Regions from separate parts of the Rattus norvegicus genome. Here region 2 is linked to region 1. Evidence: chromatin contacts called from public Hi-C data. All regions are on one chromosome and are shown on one strand. Each heading gives the region's core, a stretch centred on a gene start, on an enhancer-like site or on the middle of the called end of the contact. The rest is flanking DNA. Distances are from core to core; before and after follow the strand shown.

Region 1 (3,532 bases), core at 648-3,147:
GTTACTCTTGGTCTCCACAGAGGAGTGGCCCGCCCCGGCCTGGCTATCCTGTGGCTCCGACTAGCACCTCTGGTCCAGGATACCCCTTAGTGGGGGGCCAAACTCCTGGTCCTGGTTATCCTCAACAGTCCCCTTACTTCCCATCAGGAAGCAAACCTCCCTACCCAACACAGCCTCAGCTCCCTGGCTTCCCAGGACAGCCCCCGCCGCCAGTGCCCCCTCAACCTCCATACCCTTCTGGGGTAACACCCCCCTATGGCTTTCACCCTCCAGGATCTGCCTGGCCTAGGTATTAGTCTGGTCCATGTCCATCTTCTTCCTTCTACACCACAGCCTTTGGCCTCCATTTGCTGAGATTTGAGGTTAACACTGGACCTGGAGGTGACATGCTCTGAAATGTTTGGACACACAGGAGCCTTGAGCCTATAGTTGGAAGCACATAGGCCTCCTGAAAGGCCCTGAACAGTACAGCATGAATCCTTCTGGGAGCTCCTTCTGCCAGGGACCAGCTCAGCACATCCTGAGTGGCCTGGTGGGGGGGAGCCCAGGGCTCTCTGGTGTCTGTGTGAACGGGTGTGTTCATGTCTTTGCACAGCTACCTGCGCTTGATCCCTGACAGCTGAACCAATGTAGAATGATCTTGATGGCAGGGTGGCCCTGGGTCTCAGACCCTGCTCATCCGGGCTGTCCCTTGGAACTTGGCATGTTTGATGTGGAATCACATGCCAAGTGAGGTCAGAGCTCTGACTGTCCATTTAAGGACAGTCTGTCTTATTTACCACAGTTGGGTCCTAGGAAAAACGGGGACTTCGTGCCCTGAGAGCCTTATTTTAGTTGCTGTGCCAATGTCAGGCAAGTGTATTCTATGTGCTGACAAGGACCACAGCAGCAGTGGTATCGTGAGAGAGTTGGGATGCCGAGGGAGACCCAGGCCTCAAACTGTATGGTTAGATGTCCTGGGGTCACCCTGGAGCCCTTGGCTGGAGTGGGGGACCAGGGTTACCTCCCAGCCATTTTCCACTCCTGGGCCCCTCCACTTCTGGCTGGCTTTTTCTGAGGTTCACCCACCCCTCCACTCCTTTAGTGCCTTGACTCTTATTTGCTAGCTGCCCCTTTACCTTGTGTATTTCCTTCCTTCTCCCAGTGTCCCTGCAGAACAGACACCAGACCTACCCTTTCAGAACATCCCCATGGTGCTTCCCAGACATCATCACTACACTGGGGCTGCTTTCTCTACACTCTGTTTCCAGACTAAAGGGTAGGACTGTGAGCGCAGCCCCAGCCCTGGATGGGGCCGAAGCCTGCTTAGTAATGAAAGTGACTACACCATATACTGAAGGGGTTGCAGCAGATGATGCATCTGTATGGCTGGTCCAGATGTGAACCAGGTCTCAGGGTGGACCCTGGAGCTGCTACGGGTTAGGAAACTGTATGTGCCTTGAAACATCCCCTGCCTGGGTACCCAGCCTCTGGTGGACCAAGGTGCTGGGGGTCAAGGAGGAACCCCATCTTCTGGTGCCACTCCGCCCACAGACCAGGGGTGCAGTACCAACTCGGCTTGCTTCTCCTAAGTTATTTATAACGTGGAATCACTAATGGAGTCTGTGGTAGACTGCTGCTGAACTGGATAATGACTGCCCGTCTGTTTGTGCAATTGCCATAATAAACGTCGATGAGTTCCGTGGTGTGTGGTGTCTCTGATGTACTTGTGGGGTGGTGGCTTCTGCAGCCTTAGTCTACCTTCCATCTGTGGCCACCTCTTGAGTCCCCCACTCCCACGCCACTTCTTCCTAGGGGTTGGCTCTTCCTACCTTCTTTTCTGTGGTTTTCCTTGGCTGTTTCTTGGAGCCTACAATGCTTGCTTTGTTCTAGGCTTCATGCGTAGCCACGCTGTCCCACCAGAGGGCACCAGTGCCTCAGTCCAGGTTGGGAGGTAAGTGCCCTGTCACCTGGTGAGCATGGTTGTGATCTGTTCATTTTCTAAACCAGGAGAGAGAGAGGATGGGAATCGGCGTGTGACTGGGTGTGCGCGCGTGCATGTTTCTGTCTCTGGTACCTTGTGGGGTTGGCTCTGTTCACAGCATTCCTTTAAGCACTGTTGCAGGATGGCTGTCCTGAAGCCTCCACGGATGTGGGAGACTGGCAGTCTCTAGTCATCTCTCTGCCCTTTCTTCCCGGCAAGGTGATAGAGGTAGATTGTCTGATAGATGCCCAGAGATGCTAAGAATCACCAGAATTACGGCATGTGTCGCCTAGTGTCCTCTCCATAGCCACCCTAGCCCTCCTTGCCCCGGGCTTAAACAGGAGGTAAACCTGTTTAAGTGGAGCAGTGACCAAGGTACAAATGGAGATAGGAGTTAGGTTTTGATCTGCAATCCCAGGGCTGCAGGGTTCCTGTACCATGTATGCACTGTGGTACTTAGAAGTCTCGAGAGAGTGACACAAGAGTCACCAACTTCAGTTCAAGTTCATTGCCTGTCACTCCCTGCTGTGCTTGAGCTGCCTGGCAGGCGTCCAGGGCTGGGCACACGAGACATCAGTCAGAACACATTGCAGACCTCACCACAGCCGTTCGGGTTATACCAGGGTGGGGGCAGGGGGCATAGGGCCAACTTTTCTCAGAAAAGACTTGGAGAGCCACGCGGTCTGCACGAGGCTCCGTCTGCCTTTCTTCCCTTCCTTCCGGCTGCATTGCTAGCACACACTGTCATGGGTTCTTTCTAGCTCCTTGGAAATAGTTACCAGATCATGTAGGCCTCTTGCTGCACCTCAACCGTGACAGGTCCTGGGTACAGAAAGGGCGGAAGAGATCTAGCCTAGAGACCAGCTGGGGAGGGCCTGAAGTGTCCTCTACCTCTGAGGCAGGGATTGCTGCCTAATGATCCAAGGAAGCTTCCTGTTACACTTTCAGTTTCTTTGACCTCTGAGAGGAGGAAGAGGTTCTAGAATTATGAGTATACAGATGCCTTCAGAGGAAAGTGGGCAGGAAGGTAGGGCACCGAGAGTGGTTCCTGCTCTGTTCCAGTCCTGTAAAATGGAGACCCCAAGCCCAGGTCACAACAGAGCAACCTTGGTGGGTGAGGGGGATGTGTGTCATGAACTTCCCAGGGGACAAGTGCTGGCTGGGGGCCTGATTCTGCATCTGAGTCTAGAACTTGAAAAGAGCTGTCAAGGAATTAAGTTGTTCTTCCTGGACTATGTGACCTGGCAGGTCTTGTTGGGACATATCTCCCAGGCCCACATAGCTTGAGAGTTTTGTGTGTATTCTGTATGGAGGTCTTCCTCAGTCTTCCACCTAGACAGGTAGGGTCTCTCACTGAACCTGAGCTTACTGGTTGAGGTAGGCCAGCTGACCGGGGAGCTCCAGCCCTCTGCCTGCTTCCCCCCCTCAGTGCTGGGAGTTTTGGTACTTTCTGCTATGCCCAGCTTTTATGTGGGCGCTGGGGATCTGAACTCGGGTCCTCATGATTGCAATACAAGCATTTTGCTGACTGAATCATCTCTCCAGCCCCACAGTTTTCTCTCCCCTCCC
Region 2 (3,705 bases), core at 1,182-3,681, 120 kb after region 1:
GCCTTGCCAGAGGTGAGCTGTGTGGGACTCAGAGTAGAGAGCCAGGTACCAGCCCTAAGCAGAGGAGAGTTCTGTGGCTCCCAGGAGAGCTGGCATCCACTAACCCCTGGCATTCGCCAGCCCCTGACTCCCAGAATAGAACCAAGCAAGTTTGGACACCATTCCCAGACAGAAAGCTCCAGAACTCTCTCCTGGGCTTCACTTTCCTGCTCCATTTCTCCTTATTGCTTGTTACTTTTTCTACCTTTTCTTTCTCTTTTCTCAACATCCTTTCCTCAAGCACATGTGGTCCAACACAGATCTGCCATCCCATATGCAGTTCCAAAGACCTGGGCCCAGCCAGTAGAGTCTGCCAAATCAGGCAGGAAGGAAGGAACATTCAGTCCCTGGGCCCAGAGACTCAGTCTCCTAGCCATCACCATGAGGGAGAGAGACATAGTGTCACTTTAGGGTGCAGTTTTCTCACGCCTCCAAAACTTGCCCTTTCGAGACATCCCTCCATGGGACATAGACCATCAGTCACCGATCAGAGAGTATTGACCAACAAGGGGCCTGTTCCCTGCTCGGAGTGACCGACAAATTCTGAAGAAAATAACGATTCAGAACCAGGATGTCCTTACCCCCTCCCTCATTACCCCTCTGACTGGGAGAGAGGAATGGTGCAGGCCTCAGGGCCTTGGTAGCACCATGTCAATTGCCTCCGATTTGGTTTTGCCACCATTTATTTTCATGCTTTCCTTACCCCTTTAATTTCTGGCGAATGATAAGGCTTTTCCACTTACAACATAACCAAGTTTTCTTTCAAAACTAAACTCCTATCAGTAACTAAAAGCAGGTCAACTGACATCAACAAAGGGACAGGAAGGAGCTGAGGGTACTGATATTGTGCATGGGGCCAGGTGCAAACCATACCAAAGGGTAGACTCTGGAGCCCGCCTGCTGCTGAGTTCTTGCCTTCCCATAGACATCACCCTGGAACCATCATCTCAGACCAAGGAAGGACCCAGAAGGACCTATCAGCTTCAGCACAAAGGGCTCGGTATTCCGCTCATCCCCAGCCCTCATCCCTACTGGGAGGCAGCAGAAAGAGAAGGAGCTGGCTTATTTGAGACTCCAGTCTTAGCAGTCAGCAGTCTTTTCCTTATAGGTATTAATTCTGAGCCTGCTCTGGGCCTCTTAGGAAAGGTGGGGGGGGGGCAGTGACACTGATGGACATGCAGGAGGTCTTGCAGTCGGCCTGGGTAGAAGAATGCTGAGCTCTGAGAGCTGCTTTGGAGACAGCTGGTCAAGAAAGGACAGCAAGGGGCTGGGGATTTAGCTCAGTGGTAGAGCGCTTACCTAGGAAGCGCAAGGCCCTGGGTTTGGTCCCCAGCTCCGGAAAAAAAAAAAAAAAAAGGACAGCAAAAGCCCAGGCCTCTACTGTGCAAAACACATGCCAGGGGACTTGGATGATATGCCCGAGGATCCAGACAGAAAGAAGGCACTCCTTTAGAAGTCCCCTAGTGCTCATAACCTCTGACGAGCTTATATCCCTGTCCGTCTGCCTGGGCTTCCCTTCTGTAGGGCAGACCTAACTCATTAGACCATAAGTCTGTTTCTCTACCATCTTCCTACCCCGAAATGTGAAAGCCCACCATGTACAGGGATCCCTGAGTTTCTGCTATTGCCTGTTTCTGCTAGCTTGGCCCTCAGCACTCTATGGCACCTCACGAGTGTCTGGTGACTTTGGGCATTTGCTCCAGAACCCCAGTTCAGGCTTCAAGACTACTTCAGCACTTGGAGGCAGCTCAGGAGCTCAAGAGCTTTCTCGATAATTTGTGTCTCAAATTAGTCCAAAAGGTTGACCCCAAAGTCACTATGAAGGATGGTCTAGAGGTTCCCTGGGTCTCCCTGAATTATGTCTCTGCTCCTGGTGAACTCCACTCTGGGGCTTAACATGGAAAATACTGTTGCTGGCTGGTCCACCTTCTCGGAGGAGTGGTTCCTCCCTTCCTGTGACAGGGTGGGAGTAGGGTGCTTCCTCAGCCCAAAGGTGAGTAGGGTTCTTCCCTCCTCAGACCTAGGACCCAAGTCAGGCACAAAGCTCATTCATCTCACTCCCACGAGGCCTTTTAAAGACGAGAGCATCATCCAACCCTTTAAGGGGTCCCTGTGTCATCTCAAGCCCCCAGCTGTTGTCACACCAGGATGGTCTTAGTTAAAAGACTCTACAAAAGTGGCCACGAGGGAACAACTAGCAAGAGGCCAAGCAGACAGGACCCGGGTCCTCTAGCACAAGCTGTAAGAGGTGACAGAAGAGATCTACCTGAGAGAACTGCTGTCAGCAATCCAGCGATCCCAAGGAAGAGCCACATGTCTGTTGCCGGCTCCAACTGCTACCCACGCCTGCCTGTAGGAAGTGCCATCCTGATTCGGTGAGGCAGTTGTGCCACCGACGGCTTGTCTCACCGTGCTGCCCTTTGTGTTCTTGTTCTCAGCGCCCTCTGTGCTACACACTCTCTCTCCTACACACAGGCCCAGCCTGTGAGTATCTCACGCCTCTACCTTCTGCTTGTGGTTTTGGTCTCCAGGAAGCCGGGCTGTTGTTACAGGGGTGCTGTTACAGGGGTGTTGAGCGGGGGAGCCCAAGCTGTCTTTCATAAGCCCACCAACCAAAGTGAACCCTGAGACTCACAGAGGCCCATGTCCAATGAGCACATCCCTGGGGGTCTTCCAAAAAAGACAAAGAGGCTGTGCCTTCTTTCTTTGAGACAAAGAGACAGTTCACTCCCAGAGATGCTCTAGTGTCTGGTGCTAGAAGAGTGAATTAATGCTTCCCTGCTGCCCCTCCCACAGAATCCAGCTCTCATGGGATTCGGTTCCAAGGTTTGTGTTCTCTTTGGGAATGTGGAGACTAAGAGGCAGGAGGATAGGGTCTTGATGGACTTTCCTTTGCTTGTGTGTGTTGAGGGGTATGCCATGTGTGCAGTGTGTGTGCATGTGTTCATGAGCGTGTGTGCATGTTTGTGTGTGAGAAAGGATGCACAGGTGTGTATGGTATGTGTGTGGTGCCTGTATGCATGTGTGTGGTATGTATGTATGTGTATGTTGTGTGTGTGTGTGTTTGCGCGTGCGCACACGCTTGAAGCTGATGTCAGGAGTGGTCTTTAGTTCAACTGTTCTCTGTTTATTTATTGAGGTTGGGTCTCTCACTGAATCAAGAGCTCCCAATTCTACTAGTTTAGCTTACCCTGGGCCCCATCTCTGCCTCCCAGGTGCTAGGATTACAGGAGGCTGCCATACCTGCCAGGCTTTAATAAAGGTTCTGAAAGTCTGAGCTCTGCTTTTCATGCTTCTGTGGCAAACTACTGAGCCATTTCCCCAGTCCTGGGGAGACATAGAAAGGGTCTAAGCTTTTCCAAAAGAAACCCTAGAGAACAGGGGATCTAAGAGCAGGACTCCCCCACCTCCATGTGCCCCAAACCCAGGTGGAAGTTGCCCAGAGGTGCCAAAGAATCTGGATCCCACCGTTGAGGACTGTTGGCTGTTTATGTTATAAGGACTGGGCAGGAGGGCAGGCAGGTTCTCAGCAGATGGCCTCGCAGGGAGGCTGCTGGAGGAGGAAAAGATTCAGGGAGGAAAGGGCTGGAGTGGGAAGGGCCAGGCTACCTGGAAGTGCTGGGTAGTGCTAGGAAGTAGACTGTGTGCAGTTAGCTCACCAATGAG

The links. Hi-C and Micro-C count contacts between places; a contact is called where the count stands out from the background.
Region 2: a contact with region 1 is called in a Hi-C map of kidney, with 3 times the contacts expected there. The contact joins the promoter of Cd6 here to the enhancer-like site in region 1. A contact is called at or near these places in 10 of 12 Hi-C or Micro-C datasets (the A7r5 cell line, Schwann cells, frontal cortex and 5 more).

The regions. Positions count from the first base shown.
Region 1 is chr1:216,785,519-216,789,050 of GRCr8, forward strand. Vps37c (VPS37C subunit of ESCRT-I) reads left to right here. Exons shown (of 5, transcript NM_001396993.1): 5 at 1-1,680. The coding sequence ends at 296. Among named protein-coding and RNA genes, the nearest start is that of Cd5, 24 kb to the right of the region's middle. Within about 2 kb of position 1,898, at least 20 of the 93 cell types and tissues checked have an H3K27ac peak or open chromatin away from gene starts, as enhancers often do. A contact at or near this core is called in kidney, where this site is marked.
Region 2 is chr1:216,904,093-216,907,797 of GRCr8, forward strand. Cd6 (Cd6 molecule) reads right to left here and starts at 2,432. Exons shown (of 13, transcript NM_175577.3): 1 at 2,306-2,432. The coding sequence starts at 2,354. It also overlaps a transcript of Slc15a3 not described here.